Regions from separate parts of the Hordeum vulgare genome. Here region 1 is linked to region 2. The links are chromatin contacts, called in public Hi-C maps. All regions are on one chromosome and are shown on one strand. The core of a region is the stretch at or near the end of the contact, and the rest is flanking DNA. Distances in the headings are between cores, read along the strand shown.

Region 1 (4,730 bases), core at 1,801-4,300, 560 kb before region 2:
GTTTGATTGTTTGTGCAGGTGCTAACATTGGGGCCCCGCTTGTTCCTCCTACTGGATTGATACCTTGGTTCTCAACAAACTGAGGGAAATACTTATATACTTTGTCGCATCACCCTTTCCTCTTAAAGGGAAAACCACTGCAAGCTCAAGAAGTAGCATGGTGCCATCGAGATTCACTTCGATTTCACCGAGTTGGGCAATAATGTTGTAATGTTTGGATTTTTGGAGATGCCTATATATACCCCTCCACAATCTCTCATTTGTAAAGGAACCACTCTAAACACACATACACTTGCCATATCCATATTTCTGAGAGAGAGCCACCTACTCATGGGTTGAGGTCAAGATATTCCAATCTATACATTTTAAACTTGATCTCTAGCCTCCCCCAAGTTGCTTTCCACCCAATCAATCTCTTCTACATGTGCCAAATTTGTGAGAGAGTGATTGAGTGTTGATGAGACTATCTTTTGAAGCAGAAGAGCAAGGAGTTCATCGTACTACTGAATCTATTACCCTTTTGGAGGGCGCTGCCTCCTGGATTGGTTAGGTGTCGCTTGAGAGCCTCCTACTTCGTGTTGTGGAGTTGAACCAAGAAGTTTGTACAGGCAAGGATATCGCCTACTTCGTGAAGATCTACCTCGAGTAAGGCTAGTCCTTCGTGGACGTAAGCCATGGTGGAATAGACAAGGTTGCTTCTCCGTGGACCCTCCGTGGTTGAGCCTTCCGTGGACTCACGCGTCTGTTGCCCTCCGTGGGTTGAAGTCTCCACTAACATGGGCGTACGATAGCACCACCTATCGGAACTACCCAAAAATCGTCGTGTCAATCTTTGTGTTTGATTTTCTTAAACTCTAATCCTTACTTTACATGTGCAATGTATTTATTTCCGCTGTCATATATGTTGACTAGCATGTATAGGGTGGACTAGACTTGTTAGAATTGTTAGAACCTGCCAACAATCAATATTGGAAAAAGGCTAGGTTTTAATTTGTCAAGTAGTCTATTCACACACACACACTCTAGACATCCCTTCTAAACTTGTTGTGTTTGTCGTCGTGTTGCAGGTCGCAAGCCAAGCCCCCAGTGTTCAAACCTCGTTCCTGGAGAAGCTCATGGACGCAGATCCCAGACTCCGACAAACACTTCCATCATTCATTTTTTGAGAGAGAACCACCTGTTCATGTGTTGATATCAAGATCTTCCACTCCAACCATATGAATCTTGATTCCTAGCCTCCTCAAGTTGATTTTCACCCAATCAATCTCTTCTACCAAACCAAATTATGTGAGAGAGTGAGTGAGTGTTGAGGAGACTATGTTTTGAAGCACTGGAGCAAGGAGTTCAACATCCATACCACATATATTACCTTTTGAAGAGTGGTGTCTCCTAGATTGGTTAGGTTTCCCTTGGGAGCCTCCAAATAGTGTGGAGTTGAACCAAGAAGTTTGTAAGGCCAAGGAGATTGCCTACTTCTTGAAGATCTATACCGAGTGAGGCTAGTCCTTCATGGATGTAAGCCATGGTGGCGTAGACAAGGTTGCTTCTCCGTGGACCCTTCGTGGGTGGAGCCCTTTATGGAGTCGTGCATCTATTACCCTCTGTGGGTTGAAGTCTCCATCAACATGGACGTACGATAGCACCACCTATCGAAACCACGCCAAAACATCTTTGTGTCTTTATTGTGTTTGATCTTCTTATCCCTACCCTTTACTTGCACTTGTATGTCTTTACTTTTCGTTGTTATACACGTAGACTTGCATGTGCACAGTGTGTTATACTTGGTAAAATTGATAAAACTTGCCAACCGATAAAATTGGAAAAGTTGAAGTTTTTATTTGGTTAAGACGTCAAGTAGTCTAATTCAACCCCCCTCCCTCTGGACATATTTTCGATCCCACATAAAGTTATCGGGACGCAACGGAGGTGCTTGTTTCCAAGGTTTTGGCTTCAGCTTCCTTGTTGTTTCAGCATGTCTCTGCTGCTCGGCCCTAACCTTTGTTGTTGCAAGTCTGATGTGATCGTTGTAGGTTGTTGGCATGTGTGGCTATCTTGCTTTTGTTTCCTGGTGGCATGCGTGCGTGAACTCCCATTCCATGTGCGGATTTTATTTATGTTCGTGGTGATTTGTCTTGGAGGGTGGTACTCTGTTATCATGGTGCCATGCTTTCCCTTGCTGATTTCATTTATAAAGTTGGGTTTATGTCTTTTTTCTGAGAAAAAAAGATGTATGGAGTGGTACATTGCCGAACTAACATGCATGTTTAGTTTCATGCCCTATGAAAAAGAAGAAAATAAGTAAAATCAAACAAACGAAGAGTAAAATATGTACGAATCTTAACGTAAAATCAAGTGGTGTAGGACTTAGACAAGGATAAGAAAATCCTTATCACAAAGGCTTGCCATTTGAACTATGCGTTCACTGATTTCACACCACAAGAATTTGATACCAACTTGTTGGATTACATAACATAGAATTTTGAGGTTCAAAAGAAACATTTCTTTGGAAATGAGTGCAAGGTGACCCGACGTCTGCAATAGCTGACCTTCACCTAGGCACAAAAAACGACGATCCATAGCGACATAGCACCCAGCCGGGCCCCAGTTACGAAAAGATCATCTAACTTATACGAGTACAATTATGAGTTTCCCAATTGCGCAAACAAAATACAAATTATGAGCTTCCCGGCAGCAGTAATAATGAAGAAAAGGAACGCGGCATCACCGTCACTGTGAAGTGTGAACGAAGCAGACACGCGGAGCACGACCGCACTGGCCACACCCGAGAGGGAACAAACTCCCCTGGTTAGGGTAACAAAACGTGAGCAAATCACCCCCGCTAATCATCCACCGTCACCGTCACCCCACCACCCTTCCCCCTGACGACAGCCACCCCCACGACCCCTGTCCCCGCCCCCCATCGCCGAACCCAACCTGTCATACACACGCAACGCAACGCAATCATCAATACCACGCACAAGTACAGCACACGGAGCCCGCCCGCCCGCCACGAATGACGAGATTCGATGCTTAGCGAGGGCAATGCATGCATGCATGCATGCATGGTCCAGGTTGATTTTAGGCAGGCAGGCAGAGGCAGGCGGAGAGGCCATCCGTGGGCAACGGGAATATATGCTCCCCTAAAGCTTGCGATCGACGGAGTCCGCCCGATCTCCCTCTGCGCTTTTTCACAGCCTGGAACGCAACTATTCGCAGGCAGCAGCAGCGGCACGGCTGCCATCCGTCGGAGATCGATCGATTCAGTCAAGTTGCGGGGAACTGGAAAGCGCGAGCTGGCTATCCCCTACGGCGATCTTTCTTTGTTCTCTTTGCTAAGCTCCGGTGGGTCGCCTTTATTCCCGCCATTAAACTATGGCTTTGCCTTTGCCTTTGCTCCACTAGCCAGCAAATTCGGCCCAATCCTTCCTTCCTTGCTGCCCGTACAGTACACCACCACCTTCCGTAGAAAGATCCGCCCAGGCTCCCTCCCGTCCCGGCCGGGTATATATATTTGCCGCCTCCCCCAACACACTTTCCTTACGACATCGTGTCACCGTCCACAGCAGCTGCACTCGAGCAAGCAGAGACGCCAAGGGAGCCTGAGTGAGTGCCTTGTGCTGGTTAGCTTCGATCCACCTTCAGCTTCTAGCGCATGGCGGACATGGGGGTGCGTGACAACTTGCCCTGCTCCACTTCCTGGAGAGAGCTCACACACACCAGCTGGTAAGCACGCGCTCCATCTTCCATTTGCATGTTGTGCTTTTATTTTATGGGACTTGAATGGTTTGGGTTTGCGAGGTCGATCGAGGTGGAGATCGAGGAATGCGTGTCTCATGTTGTGTTTTGGTTTGCAGGAGGGACGACGATTACAGGAGGATGGTGATGGCGAGCCTGATCGAGGCGGTGTACCTGCTGGAGCTGGAGAGGCAGGAGCGGCGGGACGCGGCTGAGGTGGCGCAGCAGTGGTGGAAGCCCTTCAGCTACCGCCTAGCGCACGAGCTGGTGGACGAGCGCGACGGCTCCGTCTTCGGCGCCATCTTCGAGTGGGAGGACCGCCACCTGCTCGACCGCTGCGGGGACGAGGAGAGGCCCACCGGCGCGCCCAGCGCGGTGATCGCGTTCCGGGGCACGCTGCTGCGCGCGCCCACCATCCGGCGGGACGTGGAGGACGAGCTCCGCCTGCTGGCGTGCAACAGCCTCCGCGGCTCCGCCAGGCTCCACGGCGCGCTGCAGGCGCTGAGGGCCACCATCGACAGGTTCGGGTCCGAGAACGTCTGCCTCTGCGGCCACTCCCTGGGCGCCGGGTTCGCGCGGCAGGTCGGCAGGATGCTCATGGCGTCGCGGCAGCAGCAGCAGCCGCAGCCGCAGCAGCAGAACCCCGCCGCGGCGCTCGAATTCCACCTCTTCAACGCGCCCTACCTCTCGCTGCCCATGGGCGTGCGGAGGGTGGTGAGGACGGCCGACTGCCTGCTCAAGACGGTCCGCACCGGGGTCGCCGCCGTCGGCAGGTGGCACGGCAAGGCGCTCAAGAACGTCGCCTACGCCAACTGCGTGCTCGGCTACACGCGCCTCGACAGCGACGGCAGGAGGTTGTTCGAGTGAGACCATGCCGCAACCGCAACTGCAACTCATCTGCACACATGACTGACGCCATGACTCGCCTCAACTGCAACTGATCCAGCGCTCAAAACGTGCGACTGTACTGAAAATCTCAAACACGCAGCACGCAG
Region 2 (4,765 bases), core at 1,168-3,667:
TTTAAAGAAATAAAGCTTGGCAAAAATATTTATTGTTGAGTTCTAAAAATGAATGAAATGCTTTTAAATAAAATATTCAAGTCCCACAATAGTTTTCAAGATTTTCTATTTGAAGGGAGTTTTTTAGAATTTAAAGAAGAAGGATGGTGCTAAAACCAACAAAGAATAAAAAAGTATTATTCTTGGCAAATTTTTAATTAATAAAAACATGGTGAAAGTTTTGGGGTGTTACAGAATAGAAGAGAGTATCTTCGCTAGCCGTAGAGTTATGTGCAAGGTGGATTCTATGAGTGAAGCCGACGAAGACATGATTCCAACCGGTTTGAACCTCACCGGGTTGGGTGCGCCGAGCCGGCTCGACGATGTTGATGCGGATCTCCGGCTCGGGTCGTGACTCGCCGATCTTGCCGATGAAGATGTGGATCTTGCCAAAGGGGACTCAGTACGTGTACTCGATTGAGCCGGCCTCGAGACCCTAGCCTGAATCATTGATGTAGAGCTTGCCACGATGACTCTTGGGCATCCGACCGATCGCATATCCCTCGATCCCTCGAAGAACTTCCTCCAAGAACTCAATACCACCGTGCGTTATCCCCATGGTGGAAGCCAACTGTCGTGGTTTTGTCCCGGGAGATGTCCTAGCGAGAGGACTAAGTCTAGGAGCCATTGCAACTAGGTGGTTGCTTGGATGGGGCTGATCGAGAACGAGAGACAAGGGTTTACCCAGGTTCGGCCCCTTTGATGGAGGTAAAAGCCTATGTCCTGCTTTGTGTGTTATTAATGATGGTAATCTCGATTACGGTGCGGAATCGCTAACTTAGCTCTCAGGGTTTCTTACTTAGTCTTCCGACCTCAGGGGGTCCCTTTTATATATATATAGGTTAAGACCCTGAAGTTATAATAGAACCTGAGTCGTAAAACAACCCGTGACCTAGTCTATTTCTCCTTGCCTTGTCTTTCCAGTAAAGGAAATTCCTTATGACTCCCTCCATGAGCCGGCTCGCCAAGTACTAATCCACAAGCCGGCCTTCCTTGATGAGCTGCCTCATGGGCTTTGAACTTCGGGGCTTTCGCGGGCCATACAATGAACCTATTCATGAGCCGCCTACTTGACAGCCGGGTCATACCGTGGGGCATATCCCCAACAACATCTCCCTACGCGCTTTCGGCAAGTTCAATTCGATTGGCAAAGGCGACAACGCTACATGAAGCAACAACGGTACCGGCTCGGCCACCCTCGTCGCCGGTGGACCCTGATCCTACGACGACGAACTCCTACCATGCTGCTCGATGAATGGATTGGGTGGGTTTAGGGGAGGCACAGTAATGGAGGTGGGTGGGGAGGAAGGAGGGTGAGGAGAGGTAAATTGCCTCGACGGCACGGTTCCCAAGGAGGGAGAAGGGCACGGTTCCATCCGAGTGAGCCAAATAAATATATATAATAATTTGTTTCTAATTGATCTATATTATGTTCATCACTATTTGCCATAGTTTTTTTGCTACACGGGCCTAAGGTTACACTATCAAAGTTGGCATCACTCTTTGTCACACTTGATATCATCATGTCACATTTTCTCGAGTTGGAGTCTAGTTTGCATACAAAAATTCTTGCCATAAGTAGTGGTGAATCTAGCACGGGCTTCGACAGGCTCGAGCCCTTCCTTCAAAAGTTAGAAAAGAAAATTTACTACCATACTATATTTTTTTCATCTTATTTAGACAAAAATATCGAAAGGTTTTAACTTTTTATACACACATTTGACATTGAACCCTCGATTCATTTTCTTCCAAAATTCATCACTGGCCATAAGTGTACATGCCATTAAATGAGTCAAACTCGTGACAGGCTTAGGATATGCAAATAGTGACAAGCTTACTATGCCAACCAAAAACATCCTCGCACCTCAACACGTGCATTCCTTGCTTTCTCTTTTTTCCTTTCGTCCTAAAAAAAAGTAAAGGATGGCGTTGACCAGATCAGATGGCTGAGAGATGCCAAATCGGACGCACATGGTTTGACCGGCCCAAAGCTGGACCGGTCGACCGGCGCCAAATACTGGCCAAATAAAAAAGGAAAAAAGAAGAGCCTAGCCCATATCTAGAGCGTAGCGTCACAAGCTCCACTTCTCGGAGCACAAGAGAAGATAACCACGAGCCAACAGCAAACGAACACCCTCGAATCCCGCGCCGGACCACGAGGGCGGACGGACTGGCGCGCCCGTGAGCACCGTCACCCCGTGTATCGGTGTATGTAAGTACTATACACGCAACGTTTCTTGCGATGAATTTGCGTAACGTACGGTAACGCAATCCACCAACAGTTCAACAGAACAGACGCCACGGACGCAGCGTTCCAATCCCATCCGCGCAGGCGCAGTCATATCACCGACTCACCGGTCACCCCCACCACGCACGCCCCCTATCGCTATCGGCCGCGGCACCGCGCCCCGCATTCGGGCTCACGCCCATCTCCATCCGCCGATCCACCCATCCATCCATCCCGCGACCGCCTCAAAACCCCACCACCCCGCTGCAGCCGGCGCCCCGTCCTCCCCGCCCGCCCGCCCGCGCGCACTCCTTCTCTCACTGCGTCACGCTCACCTGACCCACGGAATGGCGTATGCTGGCTCTGGCCGCACCGCCACGGCCGGAGCCGCGGCGCTGCTGCCGCTCGTGTTCCTGCTGCTGCAGGCCTCCGCGGGCGTGGGCGCGGGCGCTGACTGCCACTTCCCGGCCGTGTTCAACTTCGGGGACTCCAACTCGGACACGGGCGGGCTGTCGGCGGCCTTCGGCGCCGCGCCGCCGCCCAACGGCAGGACCTTCTTCGGCATGCCCGCCGGCCGCTACTGCGACGGCCGCCTCGTCGTCGACTTCATCGGTACGTACGTACCGCGTCTTGGCTCGCGCAAGCACCTTCAGTACTGTTTTTTATTTTATTTGAGGACTACCTTCAGTACTGTTTTTTTTTATTTGAGGACTACCTTCAGTACTGTCAGAAGCCCTTCAAAGTCGCTGTACTACCGTGGATCTTTTTTTGTTACTTTTCACCCGCTCGATCTATCCTTCGGTTCTTCTTGCACGGCTGCACACGGGGCTGTTATGGCCAAAACCTACCGCCTACACTTGCAGGAGCCAATAAATGTAGCTTTAATTCGTACCATGCGTACGTAGCGGTGCAGCTGCGAAGAAAACCATGTACTACTACAGTGTAGTTGTACGCTTTCTCAGAGTTTTCTGAAGGAGAATAAAAGTTGGCAGACACGCAGTAACCTGCAGGAGTACAGTAAAATTAGCTTGTAAAAACTTAATCAAGAACCTCTCTTGGAGCAACAAAATGCTACCCTCCGTTTCATAATATAAAAACATTTTTTATATTAATGTAGTGTTAGAAACGATTTTATATTATAAGACGGACGAAGTAGCTGGAGCACTATTCTATTGCACCTACGATGTTGTTTGTTCTACTTTGTGTCACTCACTGGAGTGTAGAGTAAAAAAGAAGGGATGCCTCCAGCCTCCTGAAAGGGCCAAGCAGAACAAGACCTTTCTACCCTACAGCACATCCCTTTTGTTGCTCCGGAACATGTGAGACTGAAAGGCCATTTCAATCCACATCCTGCCTTGAATAAGATGCGGTTGTCCGGCGACGGCGGGCCGGGCATCAGTCCATCGCCGGAAAGCGGCGGCCTTGGGCGATGCGCCGCAGGAGGACGGCTGAAGCAAGCTGCACTTTGGCACCGCCGCCGCGTGCGTGCGAGCGCCCGTGCCGTGGCAATGATGCGACGCCCATGCCTCCATCCAGGACCCGGCACGCCATCGATGGCTGCCGACACCATCGCGCGCAATCCGACGAAAAGGCTAGCAAGCTGCATGTGCGGAACATCACTCGAACGATGCCAGCGTCACGGGAAGATTTTATTTTGTGTTGGGTTGCAGCTGGAGAGGACTATCGTGCACCGGTACTCTTTTGGCTTTCGGAGATGCTGGTTTAACTTTCTGACAATGGGATGCTGATTTGAGAGGGACAGAAAGAAACGTTAGATTAATGTCTCTTTGATTTGCTTGTGATTAAAAATGTTTTCAGAGAAATTGGCAGGATTGAAACCTTTGGTTTCGATGTGTGTGTTTTCTCATTCGTAGGTTAATATTTTCCCCCGAGGATTCATTTACATCCTATTTTGTTTTCATATGGTTTGATCAAACAAAGAAAAACTCAGAAGTAATTCCAAGAACGCTACTAGTGTGCAAGACTTCGTAATCCTACAAACAATTCAATTTTACTTTCTGTTTGGTGTTAGCATTAGGTGACACCTAGTTGGCTAGTTAGAGACCTTGCATTCGATACTTCCCTAAGTAAGACCTAGATTGCTTATGTTCCGTTATCTTCTGTTAGTGGAACCCAAAGCTTAAGGTGGTAGGTGGCTAGAAAAATGGAGCGAAAAAACAAATGCGAGCAGCGTGATCGTACTATATATAGGACGCCATACATTAATTATTGGTGCAGAAGATTTTTACTGCGGTGTCAGAGTATGTGTGGATGCTTTGCTTTAAATATTCTTAGTGGAACGCAATGGGCCACTAGCTTGATCCGGCAGGCGGACCGGCACTACAAGTTGCTTCAAGAAGACGATGTCACCGACTATTTTTCGACGAAAAGGCTAAATCGAGCTATTTATTGCCAAAACTAGCACTACAAATAAAAAAATGTTGGAATCAAAACATGGCAGTGATTGGTGCTATATTTAGGGGGTGTTTCTTTACAGGG

What was found. A called contact is a pair of places that touch in the nucleus more often than the background predicts.
Region 1: a Hi-C map of seedling shows a contact between it and region 2, with 2.3 times the contacts expected there. The contact joins the promoter of LOC123429778 here to the promoter of LOC123425496 in region 2. A contact is called at or near these places in 2 of 6 Hi-C or Micro-C datasets (leaf and seedling).

The regions. Positions count from the first base shown.
Region 1 is chr2H:127,668,843-127,673,572 of MorexV3_pseudomolecules_assembly, reverse strand. LOC123429778 (GDSL esterase/lipase At4g10955-like) reads left to right here and starts at 3,050. Exons shown (of 2, transcript XM_045113773.1): 1 at 3,050-3,723; 2 at 3,855-4,730. The coding sequence starts at 3,653. The coding sequence ends at 4,602.
Region 2 is chr2H:127,107,339-127,112,103 of MorexV3_pseudomolecules_assembly, reverse strand. LOC123425496 (GDSL esterase/lipase ACHE-like) reads left to right here and starts at 2,417. Exons shown (of 6, transcript XR_006621839.1): 1 at 2,417-2,878.